Linked DNA regions of Mus musculus: all the other regions are linked to region 1. A link is a contact called in public ChIA-PET and HiChIP or PLAC-seq data. All regions are on one chromosome and are shown on one strand. The core of a region is the stretch at or near the end of the contact, and the rest is flanking DNA. Distances in the headings are between cores, read along the strand shown.

What was found. ChIA-PET counts read pairs in DNA pulled down with a chosen protein or histone mark. HiChIP or PLAC-seq counts read pairs in DNA pulled down with a chosen protein or histone mark.
Region 2: an RNA polymerase II ChIA-PET map of memory CD8 T cells shows a contact between it and region 1, with 8 read pairs. The contact joins the enhancer-like site here to the promoter of Psma1 in region 1. A contact is called at or near these places in 3 of 115 datasets of contacts at active chromatin or transcription factors (embryonic stem cells, extraembryonic endoderm stem cells and memory CD8 T cells).
Region 3: an H3K4me3 HiChIP or PLAC-seq map of bone marrow-derived macrophages shows a contact between it and region 1, with 5 times the contacts expected there. The contact joins the enhancer-like site here to the promoter of Psma1 in region 1. A contact is called at or near these places in 9 of 39 promoter capture datasets (the 3T3-L1 cell line, 3T3-L1-derived adipocytes, the C10 cell line and 5 more), 3 of 15 datasets of contacts at CTCF or cohesin (large pre-B cells, pro-B cells and thymocytes), 2 of 484 Hi-C or Micro-C datasets (bone marrow-derived macrophages and neutrophils), 11 of 115 datasets of contacts at active chromatin or transcription factors (the 230-238 cell line, CD8 T cells, the HPC-7 cell line and 7 more) and 3 of 9 other capture datasets (adipose tissue, liver and pancreatic islet).
Region 4: an H3K4me3 HiChIP or PLAC-seq map of bone marrow-derived macrophages shows a contact between it and region 1, with 5 times the contacts expected there. The contact joins the enhancer-like site here to the promoter of Psma1 in region 1. A contact is called at or near these places in 4 of 39 promoter capture datasets (the C10 cell line, the HPC-7 cell line, liver and 1 more), 2 of 15 datasets of contacts at CTCF or cohesin (large pre-B cells and pro-B cells), 2 of 484 Hi-C or Micro-C datasets (CD8 T cells and nephron progenitors), 11 of 115 datasets of contacts at active chromatin or transcription factors (the 230-238 cell line, the SCID.adh cell line, T-cell acute lymphoblastic leukemia and 6 more) and 3 of 9 other capture datasets (adipose tissue, liver and pancreatic islet).

What each region holds. Positions count from the first base shown.
Region 1 is chr7:114,274,761-114,278,208 of GRCm38.p6, forward strand. Psma1 (proteasome subunit alpha 1) reads right to left here and starts at 1,356. Exons shown (of 10, transcript NM_011965.2): 1 at 1,241-1,356. The coding sequence starts at 1,243.
Region 2 is chr7:114,019,650-114,022,744 of GRCm38.p6, forward strand. All of the region lies in intron 7 of Spon1 (spondin 1, (f-spondin) extracellular matrix protein), which reads left to right. Among named protein-coding and RNA genes, the nearest start is that of Gm51454, 15 kb to the right of the region's middle. Within about 2 kb of position 1,267, at least 81 of the 459 cell types and tissues checked have an H3K27ac peak or open chromatin away from gene starts, as enhancers often do. A contact at or near this core is called in memory CD8 T cells, where this site is marked.
Region 3 is chr7:114,451,762-114,454,809 of GRCm38.p6, forward strand. All of the region lies in intron 1 of Pde3b (phosphodiesterase 3B, cGMP-inhibited), which reads left to right. Among named protein-coding and RNA genes, the nearest start is that of Pde3b, 38 kb to the left of the region's middle. Within about 2 kb of position 1,665, at least 99 of the 459 cell types and tissues checked have an H3K27ac peak or open chromatin away from gene starts, as enhancers often do. A contact at or near this core is called in the 230-238 cell line, CD8 T cells, the HPC-7 cell line and 7 more, where this site is marked.
Region 4 is chr7:114,524,761-114,527,758 of GRCm38.p6, forward strand. It overlaps Pde3b (phosphodiesterase 3B, cGMP-inhibited), which reads left to right. Exons shown (of 16, transcript NM_011055.2): 12 at 2,021-2,220. Among named protein-coding and RNA genes, the nearest start is that of Cyp2r1, 37 kb to the right of the region's middle. Within about 2 kb of position 1,696, at least 14 of the 459 cell types and tissues checked have an H3K27ac peak or open chromatin away from gene starts, as enhancers often do. A contact at or near this core is called in the HPC-7 cell line, adipose tissue, bone marrow-derived macrophages and 1 more, where this site is marked.

The sequences.
Region 1 (3,448 bases), core at 106-2,605:
CTCTACACAGGGCTCTAATAATCTGGCAAAGGCCTTTTCTGTACATTGACTCAAATGTCTATCTTTGAAGGTTTCTTCTTTTCTCCGAAAATTCTCAGCACAATATTCCAACAGAGCTTGAAGGTTTCTTCTTTTCTCTGAAAATTCTCAGCACAATATTCCAGCAGAGCTTTGAGATACAGGTTTCATGAAGCCCAGTCTGGCTTTTTCCTATATACCTGGGAAAATGATCTTGAAGTCCTGTCTCAACCTACCAAGTGCTCAGATTACAGGTGTCTGCTATCATGACCAACTATACATATTTTTTTCTTCTTTTCTTCCTTCCTTTTTTTTTTTTTTTTTTTTTTTTTTGGTGTCGGTCTCTACACTATGGATGTCCTGGAACTTTGACTTAGGCTTGCCTCAAACTCACAGAATTCTGCCTCTCTGCTTCCTAAGTGCTGGGATTAAACTCGTGTACCATAACACCTTCCAACATACCTTTTTTATCTTTATAGTATGAATAAAGTTATGTTTGGTTTAACTTTGAGCTCTCTACCTGCACCCTGTCACTGGATGAATTAACATATACACAAATCCTCAGTAAAGAGGTGGGCACAAATTGCTACCGTGGCAGACCCACTACAGCCATAATGTCATTACTAAAGCAAGTGTATCGGCTCTTAGGAGAATACTCATAATGGCAAAAAAGGCAAGAGTTCGCATGGCAGACTCCACAGAAGCAGCTCAGGGCCCTGTGCTGTAAACCTGAATCCATTACTTCCCCTTTTAGAACAAAGTGACTGTATGGAGTCTTTCCCGACGGCATTCTAATGAGACAGATTAAGACAGACCCACAAGGAAGATGAATTTGGTCTAAAGACCTGACTGCAGGCTCAGGTCTGCGCAGGCGATGCCAGGTGCACCCCTCCATTCCTATAGCCTTCCTCCTATGCAGATGACAAAGGACCATAGGGCATCTTGAAATCGGCCACCTAAGTAAATTGAGAGGGGAGGGCCTCTGGCTGGGCGAGGGAGAGCGCCTGGACCCCACGTAAGGTGGAGAAGCTGAGCGAAAGGCCGCCCAGGTTACTGATCGTTTCCCGCCGGCCAGGCCGCAGATGCTGAATCACTGTAGGAGACTGTCCGTGAGGTAAGCTCCCTCTCCCACCGCCCCACGCCCCAGGGAACAGAGGCCGATCCCCGACCACGTCAGTGTACCTCAGCCCCAAACCCTTCGAGGACTCGGGGCTCAACACACCATAGCTCCGGCGCAGCGACAACCTGACCCAGCAGCGGACACAGGAACACGGCCCCAACTACGGTTCGGTGATCGTCAAAGAAGCCTGCGGAGTCTTGACGGCGGCGACGCAGGAAGTGCAATCTATCCCAGAGCCACGGATCGGCGTCTAACGCTGCCCCGCCCTCCAGCCTTAAGTGGGCGGGGCCTGCGAAAGCTGAGAACGTGGGATTGGCAGGAAGCTCCGGGGTGGGAAAGCCAATGCGCAGAGAAAGCGGGGGGCGTGGCTTCACGTCACGCCCAGAGTTTCCTTGCTTTTTTTTTTTTTAATCCCCAAGTGGATTGCAGATTCCCGCCAACTCTCGGTCCTCTCAGTTGAACGTCGCCACCTAGCTCGGGATGGTGCGGTGGTCCCTCATAGATCTGTCACAGTGCACAGAGAGGTTTGGGAAACAGCGTGTCTGAAAGAGGCTGCAGAAAAAAAAAAAAAAAAAACAAGTGTGTGTGTGTGTGTGTGTGTGTGTGTGTGTGTTCATATTCCTGGCCTGAGATGCTTGAGTACTTGGAGAGCCCATCCTTAAAGGCTCCATGGTCTCGCATGATCGTGATACTTATGATCATTAGTTGCTATTGTAGGACCTGGTTTCTGTCCTGGCACTTGATCTTCTGCTGTCCACAACCAAATACCGTATCTGGTAGATTAGGCCACTAGGGGGAAGGTGCGAGTTTTCTTACGAGTTTTAAAAGAGTATGTTTTGGTTTAATCCCCAAATGAAATCAAGACTGCTAATTCTGTTGAATAACGTGTACCCAGAGTCAGGTAAGGATCTTTAAGGATCTGAACTTTGATGGCGGAGTAACACATCATTTAAATGTCTATGTTCACAGTAATTAGTATCACATTCTAAATATTTTCATGTCTGTATATATATGTACATTTTTTGTTTTTACATTTGTTTTGTGTGTGTGTCTGTGTCCCTGCATACCCTTTTTTGGGAGTCTGAAGACAACTTGAAGTTGGTGGTTCTCTCCTTGCGCCACGTGGATTCTGGGATTGAACTCAGGTTCACAGCTTGGCAGCTAATATAGCAATCCTCTGAACCATCATGCTTTTTGCTTTTCTTTTTCTCATCTCTCTCTGGGTTTGCACCCTCCCTCCCTCGTTTATATGCTCTCAACAGTTAATTAGATTGCTTTGTTCTTTAAATTCACCAACACTGGCTCTTGTTATTTTTAAAAATTTCTGACTTTAAATTGATAGATAGTGCTGTTTTGTTTTCGCAGCACCAGCACGGTGCCTAGCACATATTAGGTACATAATTTGTATTGCTGAATGAACAATGGATTTGGAATGAATGGGAAAATTAAATGCTCATTTAAAAATGGTTGTGGAACTGCAGAGTGCTGTCTACAACCTTCTGCAACTCTAGGGAATCGGACCTCTTCCGGCTACCGTGACGCTTGTGCATACATGTTGTACTTCTTTTTTTTTTTTTAAATATTTTTTATTAGGTATTTTCCTCATTTACATTTCCAATGCTATCCCAAAAGGCCCCCATACCCTCCCCCCCCCCCCCACTCCCCTACTCACCCACTCCCACTTTTTGGCCCTGGCGTTCCCCTGTACTGGGGCATATAAAGTTTGCGTGTCCAATGGGCCTCTCTTTCCAGTGATGGCCGACTAGGCCATCTTTTGATACATGTTGTACTTCTATACAGAGAAAATACTCATAGACATAAAATAGTTTAAAGCACCCAAATTAGCCCATCTACTTTTGAGATTTCTTTTAGAAGATGTTATAAAAATCTTCACAATTCTTTTCTATAGTCATGTGCCTCACACAAATACATGTTTTAAGATAAGATTATACTAAACTGTCTCTTACTAATACACTTAAAAAGTTTTAGCCAATTTACCATGCCTGTAGGTAATGACCTATATTAATTTTAGTAGTTGCATGGAAGTCTATCATGTGGAAATATAATAATCTAGTATCGGTGAGATCTTAGCAGGTTTTTGCTGTTATTAAAGTAATATGACTATTCTAGTGTACACCTTTTGTGTGTTTGATGAATTTATAACATGTGAGGTCAAAGGGAAGATAGTTATAATTACAATAAATATATGTTAGTTATAAGATGGAATATCAACTTATATTCAGTGGTGACTGACAGGCCACTTTGTATATACTTTCAGCAGCACCATGGGTATTGTGTATTCCTTCTAAC
Region 2 (3,095 bases), core at 17-2,516, 260 kb before region 1:
GTGTGTTTTGGTGGCTTGGAGGTGTTTTAGGTTTTGGTGACGGGGTTGTTTCTCTCTCTCTCTCTCTCTCTCTCTCTCTCTCTCTGTGTGTGTGTGTGTGTGTGTGTGTGTGTGTGTGTGTGTTACTTCCAACGGGTGAAAGACATGTTGAAATTTGAAAGAAGTATTATATGGGGAATACCTTCCCACACTTTACCTGCCCCTCAGACTTTCTGAGACCCAGTGGAAACAAAGATAAAAAAAAAGGAAGGAAGGAAGGAAGAAAGAAAGAGAGAGAGAGAGAGAGAGAGAGAGAGAGAGAGAGAGAGAGAGAGAGAGAAAGAAAGAAAGAAAGAAAGAAAGAAAGAAAGAAAGAAAGAAAAAACAAAAAATTAATTGATGGCAAACACTCAGTTCACAAACAGCCCAAACCTTTCCACCCCACACTATGGGCTCATTTAGGGAAAGGAATTTTCCTTTGATTTTCCCAAACCCTCTATTCCCCTTTCCTTTCCAAATCTCATTAGGAAGTCAAATTAGGAAGCCTGCACGAAGCCAGGTTTTGTTTTGCACTAACAACCCCGCCCCCCCACCACCCCCATTCTCCCCCCCCCCCCCATCCCCATCCCTGCAAGTCTGATGGAGGTTAATGGGATTCCAGCCTCTTCACCCAGTGGAAAAGCCAGGGTGACCTACTTTGCAAAGCACTGCCTGTTGAAACTGACTTTTTTTCTCAGCAGTCTTCATCCGCATTCCCAGCACCCCTTCTCAAAGGGCAGGAGCGGATGAACGAATCAACGGTGACATGTTTGATTCAATAAATCAAGCCAGAGCCCTGACAGCCCAATGTTCGGGTAGAGACAGGGAAAGACGAATTCCGAGCAAAGCCGCATCCTTCACTGGTTCTTTGCAAACACAAGTGAGAAACAGTTCCTGCAATCATTGTGAATTTGCACTACTCCAGGGTGGTCTGAATGCTAAGAATTACCGGAACTTTCAAAGATATTCATCTCCTGGAAAGGACTGGCATTCCCCCTAAATTATTCCCACCCATTCCTCTTGGTTATCTCTTGCTTAGACAATGGCCGGTGTTTGTGAGATCAGCGGTGCAAAGACTGGGTCTACTTCTCCAGAAATGAAACCAGAAACAGCCCTCGGATTCCGAGGTCCCTCTTGCCTCCTCCTAGCAAGAGTCACCTGGGTCCATCGACGCCCGTGGGGTAGTAAAGGAACTCGGACTTGAGCAGGTGGTAGATCTGCATGTCCAGATGGACTTGGAATCCCAAATACCTTCTGGTTAGAAACTAATGTTGCAAAAACTTGACAAACCCTGATCCGCCAGCACCGTGCTTCAGTCTAATGAATGGCTTGGGCGCCCCCTAGTGGCTTAATAGAGTTCCTGCACTTGAGAAAACAAATTGAGACCAAAGTAAAACCTTTTAAAAACTATTACTAGGTAGGTCTCACTGGTGAGGATTTGTAACTTAGAAGGCAAGGACCAGAGTGTAGATTGATCATAAAATCATCTCTCGCCTCTTTTCCTCTGTGGTATTTTGGGAAGTTTTGCTGAAAATGAGGCACTGTACTGTCAGGAACCAATGAGAAGCCATTTCTTCACAGTTAAATACACTGGTCCCATATTGCAGGTTTAGTAACTACAAGGAAAGGTGGGGTTAAAAGCACTCGCTTCTCTGCCCTCATCCCATGCACCTCACCCTCTCAGAGGTCAGGAAAGACATTTCTTCATGTACATATTTATTTTTAATTTATGTGTGTGTAAACTGTTCATAACTTTACTAGGACTGGGTCTTTTTCTCAGAGATGTGGCTTATCACTGTGTAGATGCTGACACTTTTCAATTATGCTGGATGGGGACACTTTTATGACACTCTTATTTTTCTTGGCACCAGAGGTCTTCTGATTCACATCTTAGGTGCCCTCCAGAAAGCTAGAGGCTTGGTCTCCAGCTGTGGCATTCTTAAGAGGTGATGGAAACTTTAAGACTTGGTAAAAAGGCTCACTGGTGGTGGTGCACACCTTTAATCCCAGCACTCTGAGGCAGAGGCAGCTGGAGCTCTGAGTTTGAGGCCAGCCTGGTCAACAGAGTGAGTTCTAGGACAGCCTGGGCTACACAGCGAAACTCTGGGGCAGGGGAGGATGGAAAGAAGTTAGGCCTGTGGAGGTGTGTGCCTGGAACATCTGCTAGGACCCACCTATCCACCCACCCCTCACCCCACCCCAACCCACCCCACCCCTCACCACCTTCTTGTAGCCCCACCATGGTGCACTACGCTGCCCAGTCACAAGGAAATGTGGTCAGGTGACCATGGATTAAAATCTCTGACACCATTAGCCAAAACAAGTTTTTCTTCTTCAAAGACATTTTTCTCCAATGTTTTGTCAGTGGCAGTGGCAGAAAGCCAGAACGAGAGGGTCCATGGAGACTTTTACATTTTGAAATATTTGTGTATAGATATAATGACATGCCTCGGTGACAGGACCCAAATTTCAGCATGCGACAGGTTGCATGCACACCTTTTACAGGAGAATACGTTTGCACAATATTTGAATGCATCTGCCATTTGCCTGTGACCCATCGTGTGGGGTCAAGCGTGGAACTCCCTATTTGGGTTTCATGTTACCGCTCAGGAAGCTTCAGATTTGGGGGGTTTTAAGATTTGTAATACCAAGCAGTTCTGGTCATTACCCACAAGTGTTAACTGATGTTAATTCAATCTGTTTCTTTTGTGGTTGCTTTTCCTGTTTCAAATCTGAGAAAGGAAACATTTCTTTTCTCTTCTTTTCTTTTTATCCCCACCTTGAAAAGTAACATTTCTTAGTAGACACTTTTCTTAAATGTTTGACATTTCTCTACAGTCTGGATATTGGGTTCTAGAGCTGTATGGTGTTCCTTGCAAATCTGATGTTTTGTTTTGTTTTGTTTTTTTTAGTTGATTCAGTCTGACAGCACTTGGTGTCCAGCCTTTCCTCTCTCTCCACTCTGGCCCACTAATTTCTGTTCTACTTCGAAATATCATATTATTTTTAATTAAATTTGTCATATACTGTGGCATGCAATAAGTCTCCCTGCTTAAAAAAGAAAAAATTCACATGTA
Region 3 (3,048 bases), core at 415-2,914, 180 kb after region 1:
TTAAAAACAAAGAATTCATGAAATTCTTAGACAAATGGATGGATCTGGAGGATATCATTCTAAGTGAGGTAACCCAATCACAAAATAACACACATGATAGGCACTCACTGATAAGTGGATATTAGCCCAGAAGCTTAGAATACCCAAGATACAATTTGCAAAACACATGAAACTCAAGAAGAAGGAAGACCAAAGTGTGGATACTTCAATCCTTCTTAAAAGGGGAACAAAATACCCATGGAAGTTGTTACAGAGACAAAGTTCGGAGCAGAGACTGAAGGAATTACCATCCAGAAACTGCCCCACCTGGGGATCCATCCCATAAACAACCACCAAACCCAGACACTATTGCATATGCCAACAAGAGATTGCTCACAGGAACCTGATATAGCTGTCTCCTGAGAGGCTCTGCCAGTGCCTGACTAATACAGAAGTAGGTGCTCACAGTCATCCATTAGACAGAGCACAGGGTCCCCAATGAAGGAGCTAGAGAAAGTACCCAAGGAGCTGAAGGGGTTTGCAGCCCCCTAGGAAGCACAACAATATGAACTAACCAGTAACCCCAGAACGCTCTGGGACTAAACCACCAATCAAAGAAAACACACGGAGGGACTCGTGGCTCTAGCTGTATATGTAGCAGAGGATGGCCTAGTTGGTCATCAATGGGAGGAGAGACCCTTGGTCCTGTGAAGGCTCTCTGCCCCAGTATAGGGGAATGCCTGGGCCAGGAAGCAGGAGTGGGTGGGTTGGGGAATAGGGGGAGGGAGGAGAGGATGGGGATTTTTGGAGGGGATACTAGGACAGGGGATAACAGTTGAAATGTAAATAAAGAAAATATCTAATAAAAAAATGAAATGAACAAACAAACATGTGGATAGATGAAGTTGCCAAGGAAGAGTATATCCAGAACACAAACGGGGACTCAGATTTAAGTATTGGGCCACAATTCCATTGTAAACCAGAGGAAGAGGACTTGAGAAGTAGGAGAGACACCCAGGAGAGGAGATCACTTAAACCTCGATGGGGGTGGGGTGAGTGGGGGAGGTTTTGAGGATACAAACTAGGTTGGATAATTTTGAAAAGCTGATGCAGAGGTGATTTGTAAATTGTTATAGGATTTTGCAAAGTGAGGATTGTTTTTGTCCTTTAAAAGTTGTTTCAGCCAAATTGTTGCCGTCAACATCAGATCAGAGCAGGCAGAACAGTCCCTGGGACGAGGGGGAAGAGAAGAGGGGGAAGAGAACAGTCCCTGGGACGAGGGGAAGAGAAGAGGGGGAAGAGAAGACCCTTTTGAGAAACCTTTAGCTGCTCTGGGGAAGGACAGAGAACTGAACAGTTACTTATGAGGAGGAAGTACATTCTCTAGAGTGAAGAGGCTTTTTTGTTTTGTTTTGTTTTTTGTTTTTGTATTCTCTAGAGTACTTCTGAACTTAGGATGCATCTATCCTTGCTATCTTCTCTCTTAAAGTGAAGTCTGTCAATTATCTGTTACCTGGAAGATTGATTCCTAATACCTTTTTGCAGGAAGAGGAAGGCTAGTTTATTTTTCACATTTTCTGTGTACTATAGTTCTCTCTTTCATTTTGTTAGAGTCCTTAGCAAGTGGTTCCTGTTTCTTTGAATGATAAGGACTGAAGCTTCTGCTTTTCTATGTTGTAATAGCTGTCAGGGAAAATTTGAGTGACAGTGCTAGTGATAACTGTAATTAGACAATATATAATGACGTTTACTGTGCAGATGGGGCTATTTGAGAAGACATGTTTAAATTTTTTTCTTCTGATTTGTACATGTGACACACCTGTACCTACCCATCCGTACACAGCTCCCTGTAAGCATACGGTGCCACAGTGTACATGTGGAAGTCAGAAGACAGCCTCCACAGTTTTCTCCTTAGACTTTGCTTCTAAAGCAAGCTCTGTGATATTGTTTCTGTCTTGCTGTGTATCCACACTAGATGGCCCATGAGCTTCCAGGTGGCTTCTGACATTTTTACCAACTGACCCTTCTTGTTGGTCCCTGCTTTTAAAATTTTAATATTGAAAGCCACATGAAAGCCACATGAAAGGAGTGGTTATTAACCTCAACAGAGAAACTATGGGCCGAGAAACGGTCTGTATTGTTGTAGAGCTTTTCTTCTCAGCCACCTTGTTTATTGGGCTCTGCATTTACAAAGCAATGTCTCATCTTCTTCAGTATATATCTTTGATAAATCATTTTAGCAGATAATTCTTTGCTTTTATGTCTATTATAAAAGTGTATATTTAGTATTCAATCATTTGTAACTTTATTATCTTTGAGAATCAAATTCTAAAACTAGATGGGATATTTAATTAAATAGTAATGAAAATAAATTTACTAATAGGCAGACATTTTGCTAAGCTGTTTCATTCCTTCTTTATGTTGTTGTTTACTTTGATAGCTGTGAATTTGAGTTTTTAATGTATTTGTACTCTTAACAATGAGTGCATTTGTTTCTTGTTTTGCTGTTCTTTTATATGGTTTACCATTTCTAGGATGACAGAGTAGGCCATCAGATTACCATTCTTAAACAACACTCTTGGTTTTATGACATTTCATTTTGACAATGCTAAAGAACATGCTCACAGGCTTCATTAATGAGTGTTAATGCTGTATCTATGGGTGCTCTACCTACTACAGAAAATTGTAATTTGTATATTAGTAAGCATTAGAATATGTAATTAAAGTTCTTGTTAGTAAAATGCTTAAGTTGCAAATAGAGTTCATGGGTTTAAGTCTTTGTTATTTTACTATCAGAATTAAAATTTTAAGTTATAGCCAGGCGTGGTGGCGCACGCCTTTAATCCCAGCACTCGGGAGGCAGAGGCAGGCAGATTTCTGAGTTCGAGGCCAGCCTGGTCTACAAAGTGAGTTCCAGGACAGCCAGGGCTACACAGAGAAACCCTGTCTCGAAAAACAACAAACAAACAAACAAACAAACAAAAAACAAACAAACAATTTTAAGTTATAAACTTAAACTCCTTCATTTCAGATAATTGACCAAAGTATCTGTGGTTGATTGTGTTATGA
Region 4 (2,998 bases), core at 446-2,945, 250 kb after region 1:
GTGTTTCTCTCTATAATAGAACCATGTCTTTATCACTTGAGCTGTGTAATATGCTTTGAAATTAGGAAGTATGAGTTCTCAGTGTTGCAATGTTCTATTTTTTTTCCTTTGAGGTGATTTTGGCCATTCAGTCTCTTGTATTTATACATTAATTATATATTCAGTTTACATTTTTATGCTCAAAAAGCGAGCTTGGATTTTGATTATATACAGTGTTGAATCTGCAGAAAAATTTGTAAATCATTGCCTTTTTAATGTTAGGTTTCTGTCAAATTTATATGTACTGCTGTTATCAAGAGCCTTCTGTCTAAGCTTTAAGTAGTTACTGAGTTTTTGTTTTGTTTCACTTTCTACATTTTTGTTGTTGCTTTTGTTTATTTTAACACAATATCTCATGTACTCCAGATGGTCCTTGAACTTAAAATGCTGACATGTATAGGTCTGCATCCCAGTCTCAACTACGTTTTTTAGTTTAATAGGGATATATTTTGCTATTTTTATTTTTAAAATTTAGTTTATAATTTAAGGGGGAATCCATGGTAGCTATAACACAGGAAAATGTTCAAGGTATTGACCTGATATTAATAATTAAAGTCTTGCTAGTAGCAGTTTGCCTACATAATTACATAATTACTGTTGTAAGGAGTGTTAAGCGTACAGTTTTTGAAAACTCAATATATATTGAAAACATAAACAGTATGGAAATAATGAACATTTTAAAATTAAATTATCATTCATGCATTAAAGTCATGTTAAAATTCTTGTGATATATTGACTCAAATTATGATTAAGAAATCATTTGGCCTTTGACAAGGCCTATTTCTAACTGATGAACACAACTGAGGACATCTTTTATCTCTTATCTTGTATTTTATGTGCTGCTTACTATAATACCTTTTACATTCTGGAATTTCTTCCAATCCCTTTAGCAGCAATGATAGCTTGACCATTTAGTCTTAGCTAATATAAAGACACAGAAGCAGGTAATGAGGTGTTAGGGACCAGAGTCACAGACAGGGGAAAACACACTGTTTCTATCAGGAGGAAACAGAGAAGTAGTATGAAGTAGTTCTGTTTCAGGCCTTTGTGTGTTCGTGCTTTTTGTTCTGTTCCATTGTAAAGAGCCTCATAGGAGGAAGAAGAAGAGAAAGAGAAATTGTAGTCAATGCAAGAAATGAAACATTTCTTCGGATGAGTTTTGAAAAGTAGCATCTCTATGAAAGAGCTTTGTTTGGTGATACCTCAAATTCCCTCATGTTCATATTGTTTTTAAATCAGATTTTAATCCCCTAGTTTTATTCATTTAGATCCTTTTCTATATCTACTATACATACTTAAATTTTTTCATTCAGTATATTTTGATCATATTCTTTCCCCTCCCCTACTTTCTCCCAGACCCTCCTCACCTTAATACCTACCCAACTACTTGTTCCTTCTGTCTGTCTGGCTCTCAAAAAACAAGAAAAAATAACAACAAAAATAAAATCACATCAAACTTTGAAAAAAGAAAATTAGAGAAAAGGTAACAAGATACCACACACAAACACATCCCCCAAAATACAGAGTCTGTGTTTTAGTTAACTACCCTTGGGTATAGGGCCTGTCCTGGAGTGTGACTTATGGTATACCTAATTTTATACTCCACTGGAGAAAGCTGACTTTCCCTTTCCCAGGAAGTTTCAGTTACAGTAGCTTCCTGGTTACGGGCAGGGCTTTGTCTACTTCCTCTTCTTGGTGCTAGAATTTTGTATGACTACTATGTTTAGCCCTTAAGAACAAATGTTTAGAAAATTATAAACTTAGGGTTTTCAGGTATTTATTAGTCCTAGCAAGAAAGCATCAATCTGGTGTCAGAATTCTCTAATGTCCTGCAAGATAAACAATGGGAAAGTATTTAAATCCTTTGAGTCTATTTAATTTCAATAAATTAATACTGATACTACTTATGAGAAATTCTATCCTTAGCATAATTGACAGGAAGTTAAATGCTAATGTTTGTTTACTATTTATTGCCACACAGATTCAGATGGTAGACTTGGTTCTGGACAGATTGCTTACATTTCTTCGAAGAGTTGCTGTATTCCAGATATGAGTTATGGCTGCCTATCTTCAAACATCCCTGCATTAGAATTGATGGCTTTGTATGTGGCAGCTGCCATGCACGATTACGATCACCCAGGAAGAACAAATGCGTTTCTAGTGGCTACAAATGCACCTCAGGTAGGAAAGAATTTTTCAGAAGCTTAAGAATAGTTCCAAAAAATTTTTATAACCGATTGCATATCACTCTATAATCTGTCTTTCTTGTGAGTCATGTTTTCAGTAAACTCTTCATTATAATTAATTGGTGAAAGCACATGATGATGAATGCTAAGAGGATTTTGAAAAATTAGTTTCTTCAGCTATAAAAAAGAATAGTTTATAACTCCATGTTTCATGAATTCTATATCTTGATTGAAATATTTTTGTCTTCTAACAAATTGATAAAGCTCTGGTTAGATCATTGTTCTTTCTGATTGGGTCCATAGTGTGGCTAAAAGTTGTAATAACTAAGGAGAGCCTTAATGGTTTGTTCTTTCCATTTTTCTCCTATGATTTATCTTAATATCTTTACCTTCTGTTCCTTAGCTATGAACATATTAGTGCACTAACAATTTCTTTCTTGGGGGTGATGAGATGCCTTACCAGGTGAAAGTACCTCCCTCCAAGCATGACAACCTGAGTTTAATCTCTGGGGCTGGCTTGATAGAAAGAGAAAACCAGTTACGTCAAGCTGTCCTCAGACCTCCACACATGTGCCATGGCATGCAGATGTATCCTCATCTCACATAAACAAATAAGTAAATACAAATGTAGTAAGAAGATAGACAACAATTTATTTTGGTATAGTATTTTATATGGAGGGAATATAGCTGATCAAGTACCAAACTCTTTTAGGGTCAGATCACAGTCTAAATAAAGTAGTATGAATTCCCAACATGAATACTGTAACTGCCAT